Regions from separate parts of the Danio rerio genome. Here region 1 is linked to region 2. Evidence: chromatin contacts called from public Micro-C data. All regions are on one chromosome and are shown on one strand. The core of a region is the stretch at or near the end of the contact, and the rest is flanking DNA. Distances in the headings are between cores, read along the strand shown. Region 1 overlaps ak5 (adenylate kinase 5). Region 2 holds the start of usp33 (ubiquitin specific peptidase 33).

Region 1 (2,897 bases), core at 367-2,866, 130 kb before region 2:
GTGGAGTTTGCATGTTCTCCGTGCCTTCACGTACGTTTCCTCTGGGTGCTTCGGTTTCCCCCACAGTGCAAAGACATGCAGTACAGGTGAATTGGGTAGGCTAAATTGTCCGTAGTGTATGAGTGTGTGTGTGGATGTTTCCCAGAGATGGGTTGTGGCTGGAAGGGCATCCGCTGCATAAAAACTTGCTGGAAAAGTTGGCGGTTCATTCCGCTGTGGCGACCCCGGATTAATAAAGGGACTAAGCCGACAAGAAAATAAATGACTGAAAACAGGAGTGTTGCCAAACAAAGAAATAAATATAACCAAACATTCTAACTAAACCCCAAAACACTAAACTAACTAACCAAAGAAAAATACAGAAACAAAATCGTAATCTTCAGCACGTGGCCAAACTAAACTTCATAACTACTTCAAAACATAATTATATGTGGCAACGCCTCCATAAACTAATTATCAACTAGCGATACTAAGCTGCTCACATTACTAGAGTTCTCGTAAAGTACACAGTTATCCATTAGCAAAACAATATCTCATCTAATCCAATTCTCATAAAGATCGTTCAACTTCTTAATAGATACTAAACTGAGCTGCACAAGCTTTTCTAATAAATCGATACTTAATCAGGGGAAAAATAGAACACAACAACAGCAACCAAACTAATCAAACAATTACAAGAGAACAGGCCGGCCGACAGAAGTGAGGAGACTGGCGGTGAGCCAAGGGTACCTGGAGAACAGCGAAAGCGCACAGCTTTCATACTATGCGAACCAGCTCCTGATTGACGATTGATGGTGATTGACAGCTCCTTCAACCAATGGTTGGACACCTAAAACATGACAGGATAAACAGCGGAAGAGAGAGAACGTAAAACAGAAAACAAACAACAAAACACCACAAAAAACATACGTGAAACGTAACAAGCACATCGACCTTCTTTGGTTTATATTATAATGGGCAGCACAAATGTCTCGATGCCTCAGACTGTTGATGTCGCCATCCACTCTGCAGATCTCTCACACGCCCCCATACTAGATGTAACCCCAAACCATGATCTTTCCTTCACCAAACTTAACTGATTCTGTGCAAATATTGGGTCAATTCGGGTTCAAATTGCTTTTCTATGGTATGTGTTGTGATTAATATGCGGATCAACAGATTATTCATCTGAAAAATCAACCTTTTTGATCTTTTCCAAATGATCAACTAGAAGTCAAGTTATTATTTGTTGCTCTTACAACTACGATTGATGACAAAACTTCTGTCAGGTGGTGTGTGTTGGCAGAATACAATTAGATTTGTTACACTGTAATCATATCTAACGATGATGATGATGACAAAATAAACAGATAAAGCTGTATCTGTAAGCAAAAAGTGAATGCATTCAGAGCTTCTACAGATTGTTCATAGGATTTATTAGCTCTGTGTATGACAGTTCTCCTGTGGGTTGATGCCCTACTTTTCAGCTTATGATTTCTAACAGCCGTGTGTCTGTGTGTGTGTGTCTGTGTATGTGTATGTAGATTGATGCTGAACAGCCCCCGGAAGACGTCTTTGAGCACATCTGCGTGGTCTTAGACTCCTGCTAGAGAGTTGGACTGGCACTGCCCCCTGGAGGACAGAAATATCACCTACACTTTCACTTCAGACTTACTCCACGGTACATTTCCACGCACACACAAACAAACAAACAAACACTCGCCTGCGATCAGCTTCTAAATGGTACACACACCCACTTGGAAAACTACCAACCAGCCACCGGCACCTGCTTATTTCACACTATCGCTGTTCACTGTAAATATATCAACCCAACAAATCGGCAGTGTTTATCTCTTGGTATTGAACCTGTGCTGTGCTAATGCTTAAGCTAACTTTCAGCTCTATAAAACACAAATGAGGATCATTTATGGTGCCGTTTTGCTGTTTTTTTGGACTTGTTCTGTCAGTATCCTTGAGCAATGAAATTAGCAAACCTGATCAGCATGAAGGTCCAGCCGCTGGAGAGGCTTTGTGATTTATACTTCATCATTTATATTGTGCCAAGCATGCCAGAATTGTGATTTGCTGTATATTTAATGCAGAAATGAATGAGCTGGAGATGGTTTGAATTTCACAGTCTGGCGTTCACACGGATCGATTTCACAATGAGGTCTGGTAACTGTATTCTTATTTATCAACCAAAGTGAAATAAAAGACATTTCATATGTTTAACAGTTCTATTTTTGTCTTCCCTTAAAAGACTTGATGTTGTGATTAAAGGTGAATGTACAAATAATTTAAAGTTCAAGATACGTATGCCACTAGAGAACGCGTAATTACAACAAAGGTCAAAGTCCCTTTAAGGCAAGTCATTTCACTTGGTGGCCTTCTTTAAAAAGGCTCTCTGGCATTCTGTCTGAATGGGGAAACATCAAATACTATAAAACTATTTGCCAAGCTTAGGAGTACATTACATATTTGGAATCACCAATAAAATTAAACAACTGTCTCATTAATTTATATTTTAATTGTCCCTGCTAAAAAATCCAGCTTAAACCAGCCTAGGATGTTTGGTTTAGCTGGTCATCCAGCCTGATTTTTAGAGGGGTTTCCTGGTCTTAGCTGGTCAGGCTGGAAAGTGACCACCTAAAACCAGCTGGACATAGCTGGTTTTGGCTGAGCTTCCAGCCTGGCTAGGCTGGTCAAGCTGGTTTTAGCTGATCATCTCCCAACCTGTCCAGCTAAAACCAGGGTGGAAATGCTGGAAACCAAATGCTGGCCAAAACCCCTCTAAAACCAGGCTGGTCGACTAGCTAAAACCAGCCAACCATCCTAGGCTGTTTAAATCTGGATTTTTCTGCAGGGGTCCGAATCAAAATCTGAATATTTTCAGGTTGCCTGATCTAATATGCATGTGC
Region 2 (3,049 bases), core at 352-2,851:
TCCTGACAGCTTAGCGGGACTGTGACTCTGACCAATGTGAGGAGAGTTTACTCGCACGTGACTTGTTTTAGCTCTTTTGGTCCGATTAGAAACTTTGCAATGTGAAAGCAAACCGCTCCAAGAGCAAAGAGCAACAATGTAACCATTGTAATCTCTGTTTCGGAACAACTGAATCGATTCACAGGTGTGAAAGCACCCTTAGATCCCGCGGGAACCCTTGTCAGGTAATGTATAGACCAGGGGTGGGCAAACTTTTTAATGGAGGGCCGGTCTCTTGCATAGCTTAGCTGCAACACTAATCAAACACACCTGAACATGCAAATGAGTGTCTTCAAGATGACTAGAAATCTATAAACAGGTGTGTGTGATTAGAGTTGGAGCTAAACTTGTGCAGGACACCGGCCCTCCAGAACTGAGTTTGGATATAGACTGTATATAGTTTGGTATAGAATGTGTCACAAGATGTCACTGTTCAAACTAATATGTGCGAATATATAACCAACTTTACCTCAATTTGAATTTGTCTTTTGGAACTGATAAATTAATAAACAAAAAATCCCAAATGCATATGCATAATAGAAATGTTAAATGGTGTGCACATACTGTGCAATCTCATAGCACTTTTACATTACATAATCCAATTTCAACAATGCCATCAAAATGTTATCTTTAAAAACACAACAACTGACTATGCAGTTCAGCAGAGATGTTTTGTACACAAAACAATCAAATGAAACGCTGCAGATAAGTTCCAATAAACCAAGATAACTCAACTATTACATGACACTTTCTAGAAAAAGCAAAGGTCCAAGAACGCGGTAACACAAAGTACAAGAACATTTCAGTGAGTAATTGTTAGCAGTAAAATGAATGCTTCAAAGTAATTATTATTCAGCTGACAATGATTAATATGCTCGTTATTATTGTAAACATGCTGTACAGTACACTCGCATAGCATGGTGCTGTAATGTACAGTCAAGGCCTCTACAGCTGTGCGTGACGTCAGTCCAGTAACGCGTCAGCATAAGCCAGAATCTTCGCTAGGCTAGTTAGCAACTAGCTTCAGGCTGTCACGCACATACATCCCCATACATTTTTCCTTGGATTATAAATCTTTCTACCGTCACAAGCACAAGAGCGGCTGAAATCCCAGTAGACTGTCACTAAATAGCGTGTTTAGTGCGAAGATATTGCAGAAAGGAGGCGTGTGTGTATGTGCGGCGGGCTAAAGCTAAAGTCAGTGCGCTGCACATCATCTGACAGCTCTGTCTGCATCAGCTCATTTCACAACACCACAGTTACAAGATAGCTCAATCAAGGCACCGCTTCATATAAACTAAACACCAAGTTGGAAGGAAAGCTTCAATTACGACACATTAAAATAAGCAAACAGCCGATGATATAATATTAGCTTACCTCTAGGGAAATGCACGATGTTTAAAAATTAACCGATTATCGCTTCAAATCTGCTGATGAGGATAGCGGAGGTTTAAAGACGTCCCTCGGTCATTCAGCTACATTTCTGTAATGTTCCTCGGTTTGCAGACAGTGGTTTTTCCAACGCTTGGTACCAGACACTTCAACTTCAAACTGGAGCTACATGGTATGACACATTCAAACTGCTTCTTCCGGTTGTGAATGAAAGTGAATGGGGGAATCGGTAGCGGCGACGCCTCCTAGTGTGGACGCGCGGAACCACTCGTAGATGCGCATTGATCCCCATGGATCAACCCCTACCCAACCGCCACCCTTTGGCCAAACACTGAATTACACTATTGTCAGGCGTTCTCAGTTTAGAAATGATAGATGGTGTTTTCAGGTTTTGTTATGATGTTTGGAAGTCTCTTCACATCCTCTTCACAGTCTTATTTTTTTATTTCAACTACAATAAAAGCAGTTTTAATAAAAAAAATATATATATATATTTAAGGTCAATATTATTACCCCCCTTAAAGGGGCGCAACTACACATTTACTAAGGTGTATGCGGGTTCAAGTTTTGCATGCCCCCTCAACACATCCAACACTGATCAGGCAAGTGACAGTGCTAAAAGTTTCCATCAATATTAAAGAGGCAAAGCAGTGGTGCAGTAGGTAGTGCAGTCGCCTCACAGTAAGAAGGACGCTGGGTCGCAAGTTTGAGCCTCGGCTCAGTTGGCGTATCTGTGTGGAGTTTGCATGTTCTCCCTGCGTTTGTGTGAGTTTCCTCCAGGTGAATTGGATAAGCTAAATTGTGTGTGTGTGTGTGTGTGTGTTTCCCAGAAATGGTTTGTGGCTGGAAGGGCATCTGCTGTGTAAAAACTTGCTGGATAAGTTGGCGGTTCTGCTGTGGCGACCCCGGATTAGTAAAGGGACTAAGCCGACAAGAAAATGAATGAACATAATAAAGATATTTTTTCCTCATCAACATGTTGAAGTTCTGAACACAACTAAAATAGTGAACTAGTAAAAGTCTGTTAATGTAACCCCGCTGTTCCTACGCCACCCAACCTGCTCCGAGGTGACATCGAACCGGCGATCTTCCGCATGGGAGTCGCGTGCTCTACCAAGGAGGCTAAAGACCATAGCCTCTAACGATTGTTGCTAGAGCACCTTTAGAGGTTAGAGGAGTGAGGTTTACCTGCACAGCACACACTACCTGGCCTCCATTACACTCACCCCCCTAAGCCTCACTCCCATCCGGGTCACGGCACCAATGTAACCCCGCCGGTCCTACGCCACCCAACCCGCTCCGAGCTGGTATTGACCCGGCGACCTTCCGCATGAGAGTCAGTTGCTCTACCAAGGAGGCTAAAGACCATGGCCTCTAGCATCTGTTGCTAGAGCACCTTTAGAGGTCAGAGGAGTGAGGTTTACCTGCACAGCACTCACTAGCTGGCCCTAGAAATTTCTTCTCAATTTCATTTCCCCTCACTAAATGATTATAGCACCTAGACATGCCTGGCTTCTGTACTTGTACATTTGTCAAAACAAAATGATATGGGAGTCCTAAAGGGCAAAAGAACATAAAATTGCAACGACTTCTCATATGCGAGGTGCACTCTCAGAAA

Evidence for each region. Hi-C and Micro-C count contacts between places; a contact is called where the count stands out from the background.
Region 1: a Micro-C map of caudal fin shows a contact between it and region 2, with 6 times the contacts expected there. The contact joins the enhancer-like site here to the promoter of usp33 in region 2. A contact is called at or near these places in 4 of 18 Hi-C or Micro-C datasets (caudal fin, embryo, hematopoietic stem cells and 1 more).

The regions. Positions count from the first base shown.
Region 1 is chr2:9,188,295-9,191,191 of GRCz12tu, reverse strand. It overlaps ak5 (adenylate kinase 5), which reads left to right. Exons shown (of 14, transcript NM_001100084.1): 14 at 1,524-1,589. The coding sequence ends at 1,589. Among named protein-coding and RNA genes, the nearest start is that of zzz3, 40 kb to the right of the region's middle. Within about 2 kb of position 1,616, at least 17 of the 62 cell types and tissues checked have an H3K27ac peak or open chromatin away from gene starts, as enhancers often do. A contact at or near this core is called in caudal fin, where this site is marked.
Region 2 is chr2:9,058,798-9,061,846 of GRCz12tu, reverse strand. It overlaps usp33 (ubiquitin specific peptidase 33), which reads right to left and starts at 1,601. Exons shown (of 24, transcript NM_213227.1): 1 at 1,417-1,601.